7 separate regions of the Mus musculus genome follow, and all the other regions are linked to region 1. Evidence: chromatin contacts called from public Hi-C, Micro-C and promoter capture Hi-C data. All regions are on one chromosome and are shown on one strand. The core of a region is the stretch at or near the end of the contact, and the rest is flanking DNA. Distances in the headings are between cores, read along the strand shown. Region 1 holds the start of Cpeb2 (cytoplasmic polyadenylation element binding protein 2). Region 2 holds the start of Cd38 (CD38 antigen). Region 3 holds the start of Bst1 (bone marrow stromal cell antigen 1). Region 4 holds the start of Tapt1 (transmembrane anterior posterior transformation 1). Region 5 has its middle 170 kb from the start of Gm16223. Region 6 has its middle 160 kb from the start of Gm40295. Region 7 has its middle 140 kb from the start of Gm40295.

Region 1 (2,700 bases), core at 185-2,684:
ATTCTGCTTATCATGCTAATTTCTGAAGTAAATGAATTTTATAAAATATGTTTTTGGGAAACTTAGCTTATTAATCACACATAGATCTTATAAAGTATTTTCTTTTTGAAGTGCTGTTCTCTTTTTACTGATTATTTGACTTGCATACTTTTGAAATAAGATGAGGAACCAAATTCAACTGACAGGGGCTTCAGAAAGACATCTACCTAACTTCCTTAAGAGACTAGTAAGTTACAACATCATTAGTCCAGTCTGAATCAACTTTCTGCAAACTGTTGAGATTTCAGTAGGTATTTCTGGAATCCATTCAGTAATTTCAGTTTTCTAAGCACCAGGAAAACTTAAAAATAAAAACTAAGAACATACAATTCTTTATTATGTCGTGTGGATCAGTTATCATTGGACTAAACAGTCAAGTGTGGTTTTCTCTGTGTAAAATGTTCCTGTGGGGAGGAATTACACTGGATTAAGTCCCCATCCAGCGCTCCTCTGTCTACATGGAAAGCCTTTCCCCTTCCACTTTACAAGCCTCAACAAGTCCGCTGCTGAGTCACAATCTCCTTTCCCCCCTGATGTGAGAAATCTTTCTCCCTTGAAAATTAATAAAGCTTCGGAAATGTTCCGATGAGAGTCTCCCGGGGGAAGGAAGCCAGAAAGAACTTGTAGAGGAGGAGTCCGGCACCCCTGGGTTGTGGTGACAGCGCACCCAGGGCTTGCAGCAGCGGGGCCAGGAGGAGCTGGTCTCAGAACCTACTCAGAGCTCTCCTGCGCGAGTAACCACGCAGAGCCCTGTCGGCTCCCAGACTTTGTTCCCCTTGCTGAAGTGGAAATGTTTGCTGCAAAAGGCGCCGGTGTTTCGCGTTTTACTCTTAAAAAACAAACAAAAAAAAATGCCTTCCAGCGGTGGCAAGGGTGGGTGACAGCACGCGCGGCTCGCACCCGACCACAGAGCATGGGACCTTCTAGAGTCCTGCAAGCTTAGCGCCCTAGTCCTGCTAGCAGGTCTGGGACAGCGGCACTTCACGTGACCCCAGGGGCTGGGACAGGGCGGGGCCTGAGGAGGGGGCGCGTGCGACAGGGGACAGGAGGGGCGGTTGCCCAGGAACCGTCCGCAACGCCCGCGCGTGCTCGCCTCCGTGCGCACGCGCACGGTGCTCGAGACCCATTAGCCGTCTCCCCAACTTCCACCGGCTTTTTTTTCACCCCCTTGGGCTCCATTCAAGGTCCTGGACTGAGGGACGCGCCGCGCGCGCCCGCTGCCTCGCAGGGTCCACAACGCACGCTAATGAGGGGCGGGGCGGGGCGAGGCCGGCGGCGGCGGCGGCGGCGCGCTCGCGCGTGCCAGGGCGCGCGACAAGGGGCGGCGCGATTGTGAGGTGGCTGCTGACGCACGTTCCGGGGTTCTTAAGCGGCGAGGGCGGCGGCGGCCGAGGCAGCGGCGGTGGTGCCGGAGCCGGTTCCGGGAGGCGGCGGTGGCCTCCGTGAGGGGCGGCGGGGCCCCAAGTCGGTGCCCCGGCTCAGTCACAGTGTCCCTTTCCCATTGACCCCATCCTTCCACCACGGCCGCGCCGCCACGGCTCCCGGGGCTTTCTAGGCGGGGCAGGGGACGGGGTGCGTCTCCTGCCGCGGCCGCCGGCCTGATAAATGCGGGACTTCGGGTTCGGGGTGCTGCACACTGCCCTGCTGCGCAGCGGCAGCCCACGATCCTCGCCCGGCGGCAGCGCCTACCGGCCCTTCGCCGCCGGGCCGCCCGCCACGCCCTTCGGCCCGCTGTCGCCGCCGCCGTTGCCTGTCACCGGCTTCTCCGAGGCCGCCTCCCCCTTCGCCATCCCCTCGGGCGGCGGCGCGGCCAGCTCAGCCGCAGCTTCCTCTTCCTCCCCGCTCGTGGCGCATCCCCAGGCCGTGCAGGATGAGCTACTGCTCGGGCTGACACAGCAGCCGACGAGGCCGCTCTCGGGGGCGGCGGCCGCAGAGCAGCTCCCCAGCCACCACCCCGGCGGCGGCACGAACGCGGGTGTGACCCACCTCCTCCCCTCCCAGGACTTCAAACCGAGTCTGCACCACCCCTCCTCCTCCTCCGCCTCCTCCTGCTGCTGCTGCCGCACCTCCTCCCCGCAGGACTTCAGTAAGCGGCAGCAGCAGCAGCTGAGCAGCCAGAAGAGGAAAGAGTTGAGCCCGCCACACCGTCCCCACCCTCCGGACGCGAAGCCGCCGCCGCCGCCGCCGCCGCTCCACTGCCCCGGCCGCTTCAGCCCAACACCGCCAACGCCGCCACCACCGCCCGGGCCGCTCCTGCAGTCGGCGCCGCTCGCCCAGCGCTCTCAGCCGTTCAGCCTCCCGCACACGCAGCACCTCCCGCCGCAGGACTTCGCCCAGCGGCAGCGCCCGGTCGACCTGCCCCAGCTCCCGCAGCTCCCGCCCTCGCCGCCCGCAGCTCCGCGGCGCCGCCACGGAGGCGCGGGAAGCCCTCGCCAGACCCCGGCCGCGGGCGAGGGCAGCGCCGCCGAGCCCCCCAATGCGGGCTTGCCCCCCTCGACGCCGCCGGTGAACCCCGCGCCGGGCTCCATGGAGTCGCCCAACCACCCTCTGCTCAACAGCCCCAGCACCCTCCTGCCCGGCGCGGCGCTCGGCACCAGCGCCTTCAGCAGCCTGCAGAGCCCGGACCTGCCGCACCCCGGCGGCGGCGGGGGCGGGGGACCC
Region 2 (2,700 bases), core at 174-2,673, 640 kb after region 1:
GACCACTCAGACACTGAGCCACCAACCAGGCAGCACACACCAGCTGATATGAGGTCCCTAACACATATACAGCAGAAGAGTGCTGGGTCTGGACTCAGTCAGAGAAGATGCACCTAACCCTCTAGATACTTGGGGCCCCAGGGAGTGAGGAAGTCTGGTGGGGTGGGGGGTAGGGATAGGGGTGGGGACATCCTCTTGGAGAGGGGGTGGGGAGGAGGAGGTGAGGGAATGTACCAGGAGGGAGATGAAGTCTGGACTGTAAAAAAAGATTAAAGAATGTATTTTTAAAAAAGAAAAAGAAAACACAGGAAAAAAAAGAAAGAGAGGGAGAGAGGCACACAAAATGAATAAGCAAAATGACAGCAAACGTTTAAAAAAAAATGAAATGCACAGTCTAAAAAAGTCCTCCTGACATACGGAGCTGCAGAGACTTACTCTCCTGCTGCCTTCGGAAGGATTCTCTGTCATCCTGTAGTATAGCTGCAATGCTGCTTTCCCGCATCTTAAAACAGAACAAGGGGCTTTCCTGCCCCAGCTCTTGCATCCAGTACCCTCTGCCTGAAAAGTGTCCCGTGAAAATCCTGTGTCATGATCCATTCTGTGACAAGTCTCTGTTTAAGCAGAAGAGTGCGGGGTCTTCTTGGGAAGGAGAGCCAGGAAGAGCCTTTGTATTTGGGGTTCCCATGTGGGATGAAGTATTACTGCACATGAGATGGGTTGCGAGCATCCTATCAACTCTAAAATCCTACCTTTGTCAACCCCCTAGAGTAAGCAGCAATAACTTACATTTATTGAGTAATCGGTTGTTATGTCTTAGGGATTATGCTAAACACCTAGGAGGTATTAAGCCATCTAATCAAAGCAAGCTTTGATGTAATGAATGTGAGGCTCTGCTCACATCTATCTAGTTCAGAGAGGTAAGTTTATCTTAACAGCACTTTACCATCTGGGGCTGGGTTTGAACTGATACCTCCTGAGAAGAGGGGCAGAGTAAAGCTGAGACTTTAAAGATACTTGGGCAGGATTTTTATCAAAGCTCAGAAGTAGAGGTAAGCAGGCCATTCATTGCCAGGCATTTGGGTGAACAGAGAGAGAGAGGGAGGGAGGAGAGGGAGAGGGAGAATAATTTTACACACACACATACACACACACCTGAGCATAAGTAGCAAACATGTCAAGTGTCAAGGTTGTTGGTCAGGAGTATTCTGAAGCTGTTGTTTGTGTACCAGCAGAGGCTAAAGTGCTGTCTTCTCTTGGAGAGAGAGGTTCTGGTCAGTTTGCTCTGGAGTCTGGAAGTAAGCAGTTGGAGTGCCTGTTGACAACCCAAGAGCCTTATTAGTCCAGTCACCTCCGTGGAACTTTGGAGCAGGAGTAGGGGGTGGGAAAGGAAGCAGATAAAAGCAAGTGAAAAAAAGGAGGAGGGGCAGGCTCTGACCCAGTCAGCCCTGTGCTCTCTTCCTGCCTAGCCTGGGCCAGTCTTCGGGAGCCCAATGGCTAACTATGAATTTAGCCAGGTGTCTGGGGACAGACCTGGCTGCCGCCTCTCTAGGAAAGCCCAGATCGGTCTCGGAGTGGGTCTCCTGGTCCTGATCGCCTTGGTAGTAGGGATCGTGGTCATACTTCTGAGGCCGCGCTCACTCCTGGTGTGGACTGGAGAGCCTACCACGAAGCACTTTTCTGACATCTTCCTGGGACGCTGCCTCATCTACACTCAGATCCTCCGGCCGGAGATGAGGTGAGTTGGCTTCTGAGGCTCACTCTAGGCACAGTGCGCAGCGGGACACCGGGGAAGCAGGCTGTGACTCAGCTGGAGCTCTCGCGGCGGGGGGGAATCTTCCAGATTGTCCCAAACAAAGAATCTTGTGTTGTGGATCAGCTGGAAGCCGAAGGGCAGTGCTGAGCGGAAGGTCTCCTGTTCAAGTTACCAGAACACCGCCTGCACAATGCCTCCTCCGTTTTGGCAGTGTCTGTGATGGGGGCGCCGATCCTTGCTGAGCTCTGCAAAGATGCTCGCTTCCCACAGAGGGTCCTGAACTCTGAAGGAACCCTTAGGGCTATCTTTGGCCACAGCCATGCTTCTGGGACAAAGATTACTCTCAGGCACAGGAACTTCACATTGTCTTTTGGCTTGTGGTTTCCATCAGACACCGCCCCTGCCCAGAAAGTTAAGGTCACAGGCGACATTTAACTAGGTGGCTTGCTCAGCTTGCTGTGGGGGTGGAAGGGGCCAGGAGGATTTTTGTGAATTCAAGGTTAACAAGGGCTGCACAGCAACATTGTAAATTCCAGGACAAGCTTGGGTTACAAAGAGAGACCTGACTCAAAATAAGTTAATTAATTTTAATTAATTACAACACAAAGAAAACAAAAAACAAGCCCAAACAGCATCCTGGTCTTTTTTTTTTTTTGCACCTGATCATTAATAAAAACAAAACAAGACAGACTGTCAAAACTGAAATATTACTCATCAGGTAAGCGAAATCCACTTGGTGATCCTGTGTAGACCCTTGGGAACATCATCTTCATTGGTCAATAGAGTCAGCCCATAGAACCCCTTCCACCCACTACCTGCCCCAGAGGGAATGATTTATGTTGCTTCTCCCTGGCATCATTTTAACGTAGAACTGATTTCTGAAGTCAAACAGAAAGCCCAGCAGGCTGGGAAGGCACACGCAGAAACCCAACTTCACATTCTGTCTT
Region 3 (2,700 bases), core at 93-2,592, 590 kb after region 1:
CACAGGTTGTCACAGAAGTATAGAAAGCGCAGTGAAAAGTTTCCCTTTGACAAGGAAGCCCACTGAGTAGCTGATCTCTTGAAACATTTGATTCAGATATTGGAATTACTCATACTGACCTGCTCTAGCACAACACAGTATGTTGGGTTTTCCCAAAAGAAAGTAGTTGGCGGGGCTTAGGAATTCAGGAAAGAAATTCACATTTTCCTCACAGGAAAAAAAAATCTCACTTAGGAAATTGTTTTTGAAAATGATCTTTGTGTAACAATCTTGGCATATTATAGTGATTGGTTTTTTGGGGGTTTTGGGGACTTTTGGGGTTGCTGTTTATTTACTTTTTTTGGCAATTTCTTTTTTAAAGAAAGATTTTTTTATTTACATTTCAAATATTATCCCCTTTCCTGGTTTCCCCTCTGAAAATTCCCTCTCCCCTCTCCCCTCCCCCTGCTCCCTAACCCTCTCACTCCCATTCCTGGTCCTGATATTCCCTTATACTGGGGCATAGAGCCTTCACTACCATGCAAGGCAATCATCACAGAACTCCAGAATATGAGTGTAAACATCTCTAATGGGTATTTTGGCTTCATTGGAGTTATCCTTTGGTCTTCAAAAATTCACATCCATCCTACATGATAAATTCCTTTACCTAACCTACCGTCCCCTACAATTATGAACTTATTTTAGTATCAATTCAAGTCCCCAAATCTCACATCTAAACTGCCTAAATTACAAAGGAGTGTAGCTCTGACCGTACTGTATTCTCAGACAAAGTTATCTGTGAGCACTTGGAAAACTAGAAAACAAGCCCTGTGCTCCAGAATCCATGGGGCAGGTGTAAGTGATGCCTGTGGACGATGTCCCTCACAAAGGAAGAAAAGGAAAGACAAAACAGGCACCAGTCAGTCACATCCAGAGTCCACCCAGACAAACTCCCTAAGAGTCAACTTAGGAATGGCATGTGATTCTTGTCTGTGCCCTTGTGCCTTCGGCTTTTCTCAAAGCCATCAATTTTCACTAAGGGTAGCACATGTCTCTCCTGGAAAGACTGTGTGAACCAGGACAGAATTTAAGTTTGCTTAGGGCTCACATGGTAACAGATTTCTATAGAGGTGTGTGTGTGTGTGTGTGTGTGTGTGTGCGCGCGCGCGCTTCAAATTCCCATTCCCTTTGGGGTCCCTCCACGAGGCGTCTTTTGCCAGGCAATGCCCTAAGTTTAATTTCTGTCGTAATGGAAGAGGAAAGAGGATGGGAGGTGGGCTGGCTTGGCATCTGGATGAGTCCTGCCAAAGCTCAGCTAAGGGGAACCGCCTCCTCAGTGGAAGAGGAACTGGGAGGAGTCCAAGAGGCCACGGGCTAGAGGAATCAAAGTCTTCTTGATGGCTGTCCAGGGAGGCCTGTTGTCTCTGTGGCTGTGGCTATGGCTGTCCTTGCTGACAGTGCTTCTGGGGGCAAGAGCGCGGTGGACAGGGGAGGGTACCACTCCTCACCTCCAGAGCATCTTCCTGGGCCGCTGCGCAGAGTACACCACGCTGCTGAGCCTGGGGTAAGTGCTAAGCCAGACAGTGAAAAGGCAGAAGGGTGGGGTGAGGTGAGGGCTTTGGAAAGTCAGGTGGAGGGACTAGCGGGACTCCATGCAGGTGATGTGTATGTAGGTGATTCTTAGGGACAAGATCCCCTGTGCAGGGGATTTCCAGACCCGGGAGGAAACTGCTAAGGCTGCCCCTGTGGGTGTAGAGGTGAGGAGAAAGCTGTAATGCGACACCAGTCTAGAGGTGAATTTGAGTGAAAGAGCCTTGCCTACTATCAACAACTGCCAGTTTGGGTATTTTGAGCACCACTTGGGAATTAGCTCCCCTTGTCCCATCTAGAGGATTCTGGTTCCCCCTACCTTGTGCACACTGTGTTTCCTATTGAAATAATTTCCTTCTCTGGATCTGCTTTTTTGTGTTGTTACACCACTCTTTCTCATGCCAGTTGTTTTTAATTGGGATGCAGCTCAATAAAATAAAATGAGAGAATAACATAAGAAGTCAGGTTGGTCATTGTCACCAAAGGTAGGACAACATGACCATTGCTATAGAACGTGATTTTGAAAGGCGTCCTGGACCTCAGGAGTGAAAACTGGCCCCAGAAGCCACTCTGACTCAGTAGAGGAAACTGCTCCCAACACTTGGCATCCACTCCTATCTTCCCAAGTCTTGCCTCCTGACTTGACCTCAGTGGGCCCAGAGACTCGCCCTCTAATGAACCTGAACAAGGAGCTCCACTCTTGTGTCTTAATGAATAGGCGAAAGCCAGAGGTGTGGTTCAGTGCTAGAACAGTTGACTACATGATACATGTGCAGTACCTCCACCACAGACAGAGGGGGGGGAAGGGGGAGGGGAGGGGAAGGGGGAGGGGGAGGGAGAGGGGGACGGAGAGGGAGGGGGGAGGGAGAGGGAGAAGGAGAGTTCTGAAAACCAGAAGTTTCCTGGTTTATTGACATTGAAATTGTCACTTTCTAGCATCACTTTTATCTGTGGCCTTGTCTGCTTCTGTCATAAGTCTGGAGGTGGGGATGGGGTAGGGGACTGCTTTCCTTAAACTGGAGAACTCTGTTTTGTTGTGTGCACAGAATGTGTGTGTGTGTGTGTGTGTGTGTGTGTGTGTGTGTGTGTGTATGTGTGTGTGTTGTGCCTGTGCCCACAGAGAGGAAGACA
Region 4 (2,700 bases), core at 63-2,562, 990 kb after region 1:
TGCAAGCAAGTGTTTAACTGACAACTAAACCAAATAGAAAATAAAGGGGGAAAAAAAAAACCAAACAAACAAGGCACACAGCTGGTGCCTGAGTTTTCAAAGATATGGAGACTGATGCAAAACTCTATGTCCAATTCTGAGAATTAGCAAGTCTATCAGGATCTATCCACCAGTCTTACAGACTTTTAGGACTCCTATAATTTCAATACCCATAGTGAATGGAGTCAACCTTATAACTTGAACGAGTATTTATATAAGCTGCAGGACCTTATTCCACTGCATTAGCTCAGAATAAGTTGGAAGAAATGTCATCAAGTTGCTGTCCAAGATCTTGGATCTACGATGCAAGAATTAAAATGCAATCACTATTATACCCAATGAAACGGCCAAGCCAAAACTTTCCCTTTTGCTTCCGGGCTTAATAGAACGCTTCAGTGTAAATACCAAAGCTGTTAAAAGTTCTTAATAAGATCCTTGAACACAGGGGATTGTAATATTTTAACAGTATGCTTCAGAGCTTATGGACAGTAGGGCTTAAAAGTGGTACGTATTTTCTTGTGTGACAAACTGTTTCTTCTGGCTTAAGTTTTAGTTTAGGAAAACTCCACATGTAACATTTTAAGGGGTGCCGCACATTTCTGTTTGAGAGAAAACTGCTGAACTTCACGGTCACGACCACACTGTCAGCTGAGTCTACGAAAAATGGATTCGGCGGGCAAGTTAACAGGTTTCCGAGACTCAACTTCGCATAAAACCATAGGGGGAAGAGTCACCTCGGCATTGACATCGCCTAGAAAGCCCTGCGTTTCCCATTTTTGACCTCCTTCGGATGTGGGAGATGCCTGTCACTGTTGAGGCCGGTCGCGAACTCTCGGGGACCGGGGACCGACGATCTCCCGGGCGCACCTGGCTCGGGGATGGCTGCGGGAACGTCGGGCCGCGCGCACTAGCCGCCGGGGTAGCTGTCACCGGCCGTGGGGACATGGGAGCCACCGGAGCCGCGGCCGCTCCGCGCGCAGAGGGAAGGCGCTGGCGTCCCCGCCACCACAGCCCGGTCGGCCCCTCGGTAGCCCGCCGCGGCCTAGTGCCGCCCGCCCGCCCGCTCGCTCGCTCGCCTCACCTGCGCGGCCGCGGCGCTTCTCCCGCCGCCGGTCGCTCTCGTAGAAGCCCAGCGTCTCGGTGTGTTGGGGCGCGGGCCCATGGCCGCCACCACCCGGCTGCTCCGCCTCGCCGCGGCCGGTCCGCTCGGGGCCGTCCGCGCCGCCACCGCCGCCTTCTCCCGGGGCGGCCGCGTCGCAGACGCCCGCCATGTTCCGAGAGCCACACACTGTCCCCGCCACCTCCCTCCAGCCGCCCGCCCGGCCTCCGCCTCCCGCCGGCCCCCTCGCCGCCTCGCCCCGCCCCTCGCCCGGGCAGCCGCCATCCGTAGCCCGCCGGCCGGCGCGCGCCATTGGCGTCAGCGGCGCGTGGGAGGCCGCGGTGGCCGCCGCCACGGCCGCCGCCATCTTCTTCCTGCCGTCGCCGTGGCGCGCGGCGGGCTCTGCGGACCGGGGCGCCGCGCCGGGCTCCATGCCGCCGGGTCGCGCGGTGGGGGACGGTGGGCGGCAGCGGGGCTCGGCGTGGTTGTCCGCGCGGCCGGAGCCCCTTGTGCCCGTGCGGTGGCCGGAGTGCGCCGGCGCGACCCGCCTGGCCTTGGCTGCACGGCGACTGGGGCCGGGCTCCAGCTCTGTGGCTCCCGCCGGCGCCGACCCGGTGGCTCTGCTGTCTTGGCTGCATCTCTCCTGCATATTTATGATCGTCTGTCACATTCCCTGTCCGTGGACAGTGTCCAAAGCCTAGCTCGGGGGAGCGTGCCAACAGGTGGGGGACTCGGCCCGACGGGCAAAGTGCTCGATGCGCCTAAAGCGCCGGGGACATTCTGGGTTGCCTTTCGGGAATAGGGTTATGTGACTGCGGGTGGCAGCCAAGGCGGCCTGGTTCTGTCAGATTGTCACCGCTTGCCGTGAGACTTGTGACCCTTACCCCCTCACTGGTAGTCACGGATAGCCGCGCTGAGACCAACGGATGCTCGCTGGGTGCAAATGAATCCGCCTCAGCCTTGGAAGACCTTCACCTGGGATTCCTACATTCTTGCTGTGCGCTCCTGTAACGCACGCGGTGGCCCCTGGATTGCCTTCATGCCCACTTCGGAATTAACCTGCATTGTGGCAACTTTTTAAATGAGTAGAAGCATAGCAAATACCTCTTCACTCTCTAAACTGCCCTACACTTAAGCCGAGAAGCGATGGAGCAGGCCTAGAACATCCAGGAGAGCCTTAGAGATGGAAAGCTAGATACCCGATTGCAAACTCCGCAACTTTTCTGTACTGTACTGCAGCAAGGCCATTTGACAGTAGGGCGGGATGAAGGGATAGGAGGGTTAAAGAGGAACTTGCAAAGTCCAAGAAATCCCAATCCCAATTCAATGTAAACTTTACATTGTGGAAAACCAAACACTGCAGAGAATATTATTTAAAGTCAGTTTGGTTTTATTTGGTAAAACTGGATCTTAAAAACAGTGCCCTTGACAAAGCTCCAGCATCATGAAAATCAAAAGACACAGAGTTTTATATACTGTAAGGTTTCCTCCAACCTAAGTTTATTATCTGTGTTCCAAATCTTAAATAGTCAAAGAAGGGAGAGGGGCCCTGTCAGGGTTGC
Region 5 (2,700 bases), core at 188-2,687, 990 kb before region 1:
AAACCTCTCTCTGATATCTGAACTTTCTGAATAGAAAATTGTCATGATTTCTAAAGTGCTTAGCAAACCTACTATGTGGCAGCTGTAGTTAGTCGTTTTACATTTAGTATTTCTTTGAGTCTTTGCAACAATGTCATCAAGTTAACAATCATTTGCCAATAAACAGAAGGAAGTATATGAGTGGCCACATTTTGGCTTCTAATCAGAGCCTATGTATAGTTACCTATTGAGTCTAATGAAGACTATCACAATGATACATCCCAAGCTCTACCCATTACTCTTCATGCTGCCTTTGGCTTTAGAGATTTATCATACCCTTCAGTAACACCCTTGGTACTTAGGATAACAACAATGAACTTACTGCTTGGTATGACAGCAAAGACAAGACACTAAAGCTCCTCTTGGTTCACCATGCAGACATCGACTAATCAATCAGCCACTTGTTATCACTATTAAGGACCCCCAAATCTCCCTGTCATTTGACTGTGCTGAGGTCACAAATCTTAGAGCTTTGAACTAGAGATAAGTAACTAACTGAGCTTCTACCTAAGTGTTGGGCTTCAACTTTCTAGAATATTCTCTTTACCACTCTCTTCTCCAGATTTGTCTTCTTTGGGATGCTATCTATCATCAAAAAGGACTGGGGAAGGACTCTGATTCCTGTATCCATTGCATCTTGAGTTCTGCACCTCTGGATTGCTCAGTTTTGGTTAATCGTTGTTTCTCTTTCACCTCAGCAGAATTTGGGGTCCTAGTAGGAAGAGATGATATTTTACTCTCTTACCACCAATGTGTACCGTTTCATTGTAATTCATAGGAGGTGTGGATGGGATGGGTGTGGGAATGACTAGATTAGGCAAGAACCACATCTCAGCTCATCCATTCTTTCCCATGTATCCACATGGAGTTTTGCATATAGCACTGCAGGCTTCTTCCTGTGTCTTAGTCAATTCACGAATCACCCAATGTATCTTCTCCCTTTATCATGATGTTAGAGTGTGAAAAACTGAGAAGGAAGGCAAATTCTATGAGGGGAGAGAGTGACACAAAAGAGTATCCAGGAATGAGATAATCTCACAGCAGAATACATAGCTTCATCTCATAGATCGGGAAACAGAGACTAGAGGGATAGTTCCCTGATTGCCATCCCCGTGTCCTTCTGCTAGACTACAGATCTTACAACAGTGACATCTGTAACATAGAGGCAACAACAACATCCTGGGTCGTTTCCAAAGGCGACATCTCATTGTCAGAGTGAAGGAGTCATGGGTAGAAATTTAAATAAATAAATAAAAAATAAATAGAAAATCCCTGATTTCAATTCAGCCTCTCACTTGCGGGAGTGACTCAGGCTAATTTTACACACAGCATGTTTTCCTTTCAGATCTCTCATCCGATCTGTTCCCTGTTCTCCTAGATTGCATAAGGGAATGATGAATTCTGTGACTAGATCCGAACTTCCCTAGGCCTAAAATAATCACTGTTCTGTTTTCCACAGGAGATGAAGATATATATATTAGGAATTTAACATTCTTTGAACATCCACTTTAGAAACAGGAGACATTCGCGCAGCAGGTGGGGCTTGCAAAGGAAATTTCTAATCAGATGTTCACACAGAAAGTAATTAACTTTAGGAAAAGTGTCTTCCCTATAAGGCCCCAGAGGCTTCAAAAAAGCCTTCCTCACACTGAACTCTCCAGGAGCCTGTTTTGTCAATGCCTCCTGGTGGGCTTCAGAGTCTAAAGAAAAGCTAGAAAACAAGTCCAGCTGCCCCCGTAGATCCCAGCTTGGTGATTGAGTGCTGTGGACCAAGAGCTCCTCTGCATATCTTCTCCATGGCTCTGCTCAAACCCCCTCAAGGTTTGGTTTCTTGTGTCTTCACTTGGCTCTGGGTTCTGCCCACTTGTTCATGTGGGCAGCAACCTTACTTAATTTACTAGCCACTCCTTTTAGGAAAACCAAGTGGGAGAAAAGCTGACAATTCATTTTGTAGTTGGCATGCCCTGAATCTGTGGTTCTAAGACTGCCTATCTGTGCTGCTTTGGGCAAGAGACAGGCTCTTTAAGAATCTTAGCTTATTGAGCATCCCTTGGATGCTACTAAATGTGCTAGATACTTCACTGAAAAACAGACTGTGCTTACTGTCTGCTCTCTCTATCTAAGCAGACCATTTATTTAATTGTATCTATTGGGAGATGGGAGTTCAGACAGGTCCTTTCTATATAGCCCTGGCTTTCCTGAAACTCAGTATCTTACTGGCCTCAAACTCACAGAGATCTGTGTGTTTCTGCCTCCTGAGTGCTGGGGTTCAAGGCATTAGTCACCTCATATAGCTCAGCAGACCATTTACATGATGTCCTATGTCCTTCCAGTCTGTTTGTAGTAGAAGTCTATTTTGATACATTTTGGTTACTGTATCAGCTTCCTAGGGCTGCAGTAACAAAATACTGTGGACGGATAGTTCCAGGTGATAGAACTGTACTGACTCATCCTTCTTTACGCTAGAAGACTTACATCAAAATGATGACTGTGCTAATGCCAATGCAAAGGAATTAGTGCTTTTCCCAGCTTCCAGTGGCTTTCCAGTAACCTTCTTGGAATTGTATAATTCTCATCCTAGCTTTCCTTGTCATGTGGAGTTCCCCATGCCTGTCTGGCTACCTGTGACTGTATTCATTTAAAGATACTAGTCACCCATAA
Region 6 (2,700 bases), core at 119-2,618, 550 kb before region 1:
GGGAAACTAGGAAAGGGGATAACATTTGAAATGTAAATAAAGAAAATATCTAATAAAAAAAGAAAATATTCTTTCATGTGTCTCCTTTAGCAAAACATCCCTTTACCTGTTTGCCACAGCAAAACATTAGTTGACATAACTGGCTTTCTAAGAAACCAGACGTTTCCACTTCACAATGAGTCATGGAAAAAAAATCCATGAAAATAAAAGGAAGCCTTGGAAAGAAGAGATTTGGTTAAAGAAAGGAGTATAAGTAAGGTACATGGAGGAAGAAGGGACTTTGATCAAGAAAATTATGTGCATGCATGTGTGTGCATCCAGGGATCCATCCCATAATCAGCCCCCAAACACTGACACTATTGCATACACTAGCAAGATTTTGCTGAAAGGACCCTGATATAGCTGTCTCTTGTGAGATTATGCCGGGGCCTAGCAAACACAGAAGTGGATGCTCACAGTCAGCTATTGGATGGATCACAGGGCCCCCAATGGACGAGCTAGAGAAAGTACCCCAGGAGCTAAAGGGATCTGCAACCCTATAGGTGGAACAACAATATGAACTAACCAGTACCCCCGGAGCTCGTGTCTCTAGCTGCATATGTATCAGAAGATGGCCTAGTCGGCCATCAGTGGAAAGAGTGGCCCATTGGTTGTGCAAACTTTATATGCCTCAGGACAGGGGAATGCCAGGGCCAAGAAGTGGGAGTGGGTGGGTAGGGGAGTGGGGGGGAGGGTATGGGGGGACTTTGGGGATAGCATTGGAAATGTAAATCAGGAAAATACCTAATAAAAAATTTTAAAAATTAAGAAATGATGGGATTATAAATCCGATACAAAAAAAATACATTAATTGAAATGAGTAAAAAAAATCACACTCCACTGACCCATCCAGACCTTCTTTAAGAAAGAAGCTGAGTTGTGCAATTTTGTTCCCAGTATCATGTAGTTTTCGTACTTGGCTACAGCATCAAGAAATCTTACGAAATAGTTCCTATTCAAATTAAGAAAGCATAGCAAAAGTCATTTTCTTTCCACTAAAACCTTTCCATTCCCTGCTACCACTTCCTACAGTGCTTCTCAACCCCAAACAACCTTCTCTCCCAAGCCCTCATGGGTTAGCATCAGCTCTGAGGATCCCCCTCCTCCAGTTGCAGATCATCACTGGCTGTCCTGAGCAGGGCCTGCCTCACCACACAGCTTTGTAATTGAACAGCTTCCAACAGTCCCTATCTCTGCCTGCAGACTCTGACTATGCTTACCTCATTAATAATCCCCATCAGGATGTCCTCCCTGCAGTCTCTCGGCCTTGATCCTTCCTCACAGCCAGGCTGAAAAAAAGTTTCAAGTTAGCAAGCAATAATCCTCCAGCCAGGGTGAACTGAGGACATTGCTGTCTCCAGGGTGGCTGTAGAGAATAGAAAAACACTCTTCACACAGATCAGCGAGCATCCCTCCGTGTAAAGAATACTAATGAGCAGAAAAAATAATCCATGACTTATATTGATTCAAAGCCTACTATGTGTCAGTTATTAATTACTGTGATATCACTGAATGGACATGATAGTATTTAAGTCTTATGACAGAATGAAGGAAGTAGGGTTAGGTACCTTATTGCATGGCTAACACTCTGAGGAGCAGAGAATACAAATGGCATAGCCAATGTCCCAGAGCCAGACCTGGCAAACAGATGCCCTGCCTGTAAATGCCTGTCTTACACCTTTAGTAAAAGTCATTCAGACATAAAAGGAGGCAATGGGTGAGTGAAACAGAGTATGGAGCTTGATGGGAGGTGTGAGGAAGAAAAACACCTGTGAGAGGCACTAAAACAACCATGGATGTTGATGCTGTTTTTGCTTTCAGCTAACAAACAGAAGGGAAATGTAGTTTATTCTGGATCCAAATGTGAGTGGTCATGATCTGAAAATTCAGGTTCAGCTCAACTCATACTGCATTTCAAGGCAGCCATAGGTTCATGAAATTTATCTAATTGTAAGGTAAAAGATGGTGATAAATCAAGACACTTCAAATACGTTGGAAGGAACACCAGGCATGCAATTGCAACAAAACATGAAAGTCTTGACTGTAGGTTTCAGATGCTGTCTGAAGTCATCCTTAGCTTCTGGGTTTATGTCTGTTAGGATACTCTCAAAGGTGTTCATGGAGATGGATAATGAAGGACTATGAGAGGGTCTAAAAATAGGACAGAATAAATGACTGCATCTGCAATATTCCAACACACCATAATCACGAAGTTCTAATCAGTCAGTTGGACTTGCAGAATCTTTAACACAGGTGTGGGTTTTTTTTTTCCCCTCTGAGAACTTCTAGTCATACAGGGGTGCAGAAAAGATTGCTCGGCTGTGAACTCTCTAATAAGATATCACACCTCAGGATGCACACAAATACCTACCATGTTCACTGCCCACGATCTTTCTGCTCCACTAGACTTTGCTTTCCACTGAATGCAAGGCTTTATTCATTAACATAAACCACAGAAAGTTAGCACATAGGAATCATAAAATGCCCATAGGCTGAAAGCTATAGGAGATACCAAAAGACACAAAACCACCCTGTTCACACCACTGGAATAAACAGAATATTGAAACTGAAAGAAGGCAACATTGTGCCAAAGGGAAGACCTCTAGGAAGAACAGTATAATGTTTCTACTCCTCTTTCCAAATGCAACCCACAGATTGAAG
Region 7 (2,700 bases), core at 127-2,626, 850 kb before region 1:
AGACAAAGAGCACGTGGAGAGAGGCAGGGGCAGGTGCAGGAATCGTACTGTAGCTACAGGAGGTGGGTCTCTCAGATGCATTGGAGTTTGGGACTTCTATGGTTATGGGACACCTATAAGGTACCAACAGTCTTGTGGTTTTGTTCCTGCCATGTCCAGCTTATTCTCAGTGACTATAGAAATTGCTGTGTAAACTGGGGCACTCTTGAGAGCAAAATGAATGCTATTAATAACTACACATGGACAATAGACCTAAACTTGAATGGACTTGAACAAAATGAAGAAGCATTGCTCCAGACATGTGTTCTCAAAGATTAATCACTTTGAGTCAATTCTCTGAGCTCAAGACAAAGCCTGAAACAGTCACTGATCTTGCCAGAAGTTGACAGCTGAGGACATTCTGTCTTTTCATTTTATAAGAGCCAGGACACTTTATCATTGTGCATAGCTGGGCTGTGAATGTGTCAAAACTCAAAGCAACATGAATATGTGTGAGTCTAGACTTCCTCCTGACTCCAAGAGAATGACAGCTCCATCTTGGGAGGAGCATGATAAAAAGGTCTGATGATGAAGATATGTTTTAGTGACCTTGGGGTTTTTGGGGTATATGGACTGAGCTAATCTCAGAATATCTTCAGGGAATTAAAGCCAAAAAGAAGCCGGACAAGGAACATGAGAGGAAGTGGCTAGTGCCACTACCATTACTGACTTATTTTAAGTAGGACAGGAGGAAAAACTTATTTTTCTTTGTGCCAGTTCCTTTTGCACATCTTCAGAACATTCCAAGACAGCCCAGCATGGAATTTTGCATTGTCAGTGAAGTCCTGACAAGAAAGGTCAGGCAAGAAGAAATTGAGCCAGAATACTACCTGGGACTATTTCCCAGAGTTTTGCATTCTCAAAGTGAAAAAGAAGATTAGAAGACTCCTCTACCAAGGGTAATTGTCTTTTGTGCTCTACCCATTTTCTCTGATGGCAAAAAGAAAAGGGATGGGTATTTATATTGTGTAGGAGTCTTCCCATGTGAAAGAATTTAGTCAGGTAATCAAAACCATGGTCAATGACTCTAGTTCATGTTGGGTCTATCTGGGTGTTAAACACAAGCATCAGTCTCCAGACCAGCAAACTTACTCCTTTTGTTTTGTTTGTTTGTTTTGTTTTTTTTTATACCATTTCTCTGAGCCATTTAGATCAACAGGGATGTGTCTATAGTTACTATGTGTAACATTACAATGGTCTTTCTAAAATCTCAGTGATTCTAACAGCAACTGAGATAGATGTTCAAGAACCTTGAAAGGCCACGCAGTCATTGTTAGCATGCTGGGTGTATGTGTGGGAGGTGCAGTAAAATCCTTCTCAGTCCTTTTAAGGAGCTTCAGCTTGTCTGCCTCAGGCTGGGAATCCAGCTCAGTTCAGAGGATTGCAGTCTCTGCTCTCAGAGGAGCACTGTGGCTTTATCTGCAGGGAATGGAGGCTTCTGACTCTTGTTCTCATGACCTTCCTCTTGGTTGCATCCTCTTCTTATCTGATTGGTTAAATACTTTATCATGTACAAGGACTAGAATAAATCCCTCTCTTTCTATTTTTCCATCCTCCTCCTCCTCCTCCATGGGACCATGGTGTTTGGTTGCTAGGCAACTCCACTGTGTGTATATTTGTGTGCTATGTGTAAGTTTCATGAATCTGTATACAAGTGTGTAGTGTTATGTATATGTGGCTATGTGATGCATATACACATATGTTATGAATGCAGTTATGAATATAGTTGTGCTGATTGTGGTATGCATGTTTTTTTGGATATGTGTTTTACACACATATCTGTTTCATATGTGTCCATGTTGTATGGTATATAAGATGTGCATGTTATGTGAGTTGTATATGTAAGTTTTATATCAACATATTCCATAGATAATATTGAATAACCTCCTATTTTCATTTCCCTTTATGGGTTTGCCCTATGTTAGATGGTTTGTCCTAGGGTTGGGAGGTGAGATGAGATCCTACTTCTCCAGGTATCTCTGAGTGTTGAAGTGGATAGTATGATTCTCAACTTACTGAATAACTCATTGTTTCTCCACAAATGACTGCCTGCTTTCTGTTAGCTTATCAAGAATTTTTCTTGTCTAGGCTTCTCCTGGGGGCCCTCCAACCTTTCTGCACTTTCATTATGAGTTGTAAACTCTTGTTCTTAATGATCTTTATTTTCCAGCTATTGCTTCAACTACAGAGATACACCAGGCAGCACTATCTTGAAAATGTCCTCCCACTATTAACAGATACCCTAACAACCAATTTCCTGGACATGTTTTAACTTTGTATTATAGAAATGATGCAATTATAAGCAATTTTGAATATCACTTTCTGTTTGAAATTCATTTTTTAATCCAATACTGCAGGGCTTCATGATTTTTCTCCATTTTTCTTTTCTCTGCCACTCATTATAAAGAATAGATTGCCAGCATCCCTCCTTCCTGTTCTGTGGTTATTGTCACCGGATAACCCATGTCTGCACATTCCACCTCAAGTGCTTCCTCTTGAATGATGCTCACATGTTCTAGACCAGCCCAGGCTCCCCTGGGTGCCAGTCAGCCTGTATCAGCCTCACATGTACAGAGCAGCAAATCCCCCATCATCACCTGCTGTATGCCGTCCTTTCCTTCCTATCCATTACAGTGCCACCACTCAGCCAGAAGACCAGGA

The links. Promoter capture Hi-C pulls out the DNA fragments that hold promoters and counts their contacts. Hi-C and Micro-C count contacts between places; a contact is called where the count stands out from the background.
Region 2: a Micro-C map of embryonic stem cells shows a contact between it and region 1, with 7 times the contacts expected there. The contact joins the promoter of Cd38 here to the promoter of Cpeb2 in region 1. A contact is called at or near these places in 2 of 484 Hi-C or Micro-C datasets (both in embryonic stem cells), 1 of 115 datasets of contacts at active chromatin or transcription factors (regulatory T cells) and 1 of 9 other capture datasets (liver).
Region 3: a contact with region 1 is called in a promoter capture Hi-C map of pre-B cells. The contact joins the promoter of Bst1 here to the promoter of Cpeb2 in region 1. A contact is called at or near these places in 1 of 39 promoter capture datasets (pre-B cells), 1 of 484 Hi-C or Micro-C datasets (embryonic stem cells) and 1 of 115 datasets of contacts at active chromatin or transcription factors (memory CD8 T cells).
Region 4: a contact with region 1 is called in a Micro-C map of embryonic stem cells, with 8 times the contacts expected there. The contact joins the promoter of Tapt1 here to the promoter of Cpeb2 in region 1. A contact is called at or near these places in 1 of 39 promoter capture datasets (pre-B cells), 5 of 484 Hi-C or Micro-C datasets (CD4 T cells, CD8 T cells, embryonic stem cells and 1 more), 4 of 115 datasets of contacts at active chromatin or transcription factors (astrocytes, double positive thymocytes, large pre-B cells and 1 more) and 2 of 9 other capture datasets (adipose tissue and liver).
Region 5: a contact with region 1 is called in a Hi-C map of ventral hippocampal neurons, with 4 times the contacts expected there. The contact joins the enhancer-like site here to the promoter of Cpeb2 in region 1. A contact is called at or near these places in 2 of 39 promoter capture datasets (cranial neural crest and hippocampal neurons), 4 of 484 Hi-C or Micro-C datasets (cerebral cortex, forebrain and ventral hippocampal neurons) and 4 of 115 datasets of contacts at active chromatin or transcription factors (SST interneurons, VIP interneurons, embryonic forebrain and 1 more).
Region 6: a contact with region 1 is called in a Hi-C map of uterus, with 2.4 times the contacts expected there. The contact joins the enhancer-like site here to the promoter of Cpeb2 in region 1. A contact is called at or near these places in 1 of 39 promoter capture datasets (hippocampal neurons), 1 of 15 datasets of contacts at CTCF or cohesin (the NIH/3T3 cell line), 1 of 484 Hi-C or Micro-C datasets (uterus) and 5 of 115 datasets of contacts at active chromatin or transcription factors (acute myeloid leukemia, astrocytes, bone marrow-derived macrophages and 2 more).
Region 7: a contact with region 1 is called in a Hi-C map of cortical neurons, with 2.8 times the contacts expected there. The contact joins the enhancer-like site here to the promoter of Cpeb2 in region 1. A contact is called at or near these places in 5 of 39 promoter capture datasets (cranial neural crest, frontonasal cranial neural crest, hippocampal neurons and 2 more), 1 of 484 Hi-C or Micro-C datasets (cortical neurons) and 5 of 115 datasets of contacts at active chromatin or transcription factors (SST interneurons, craniofacial prominence, embryonic forebrain and 2 more).

What each region holds. Positions count from the first base shown.
Region 1 is chr5:43,231,819-43,234,518 of GRCm38.p6, forward strand. Cpeb2 (cytoplasmic polyadenylation element binding protein 2) reads left to right here and starts at 1,435. Exons shown (of 12, transcript NM_001368806.1): 1 at 1,435-2,700. The coding sequence starts at 1,645. The region is part of intron 1 of Gm7854 (predicted gene 7854); the gene reads right to left.
Region 2 is chr5:43,867,386-43,870,085 of GRCm38.p6, forward strand. Cd38 (CD38 antigen) reads left to right here and starts at 1,424. Exons shown (of 8, transcript NM_007646.5): 1 at 1,424-1,735. The coding sequence starts at 1,491.
Region 3 is chr5:43,817,551-43,820,250 of GRCm38.p6, forward strand. Bst1 (bone marrow stromal cell antigen 1) reads left to right here and starts at 1,343. Exons shown (of 9, transcript NM_009763.3): 1 at 1,343-1,543. The coding sequence starts at 1,377.
Region 4 is chr5:44,225,294-44,227,993 of GRCm38.p6, forward strand. Tapt1 (transmembrane anterior posterior transformation 1) reads right to left here and starts at 1,313. Exons shown (of 14, transcript NM_173764.3): 1 at 1,121-1,313. The coding sequence starts at 1,310.
Region 5 is chr5:42,238,029-42,240,728 of GRCm38.p6, forward strand. No RefSeq gene overlaps it. Among named protein-coding and RNA genes, the nearest start is that of Gm16223, 170 kb to the left of the region's middle. Within about 2 kb of position 1,438, at least 13 of the 459 cell types and tissues checked have an H3K27ac peak or open chromatin away from gene starts, as enhancers often do. A contact at or near this core is called in SST interneurons, cerebral cortex and ventral hippocampal neurons, where this site is marked.
Region 6 is chr5:42,684,608-42,687,307 of GRCm38.p6, forward strand. No RefSeq gene overlaps it. Among named protein-coding and RNA genes, the nearest start is that of Gm40295, 160 kb to the left of the region's middle. Within about 2 kb of position 1,369, at least 23 of the 459 cell types and tissues checked have an H3K27ac peak or open chromatin away from gene starts, as enhancers often do. A contact at or near this core is called in uterus, where this site is marked.
Region 7 is chr5:42,386,780-42,389,479 of GRCm38.p6, forward strand. No RefSeq gene overlaps it. Among named protein-coding and RNA genes, the nearest start is that of Gm40295, 140 kb to the right of the region's middle. Within about 2 kb of position 1,377, at least 5 of the 459 cell types and tissues checked have an H3K27ac peak or open chromatin away from gene starts, as enhancers often do. A contact at or near this core is called in cortical neurons, where this site is marked.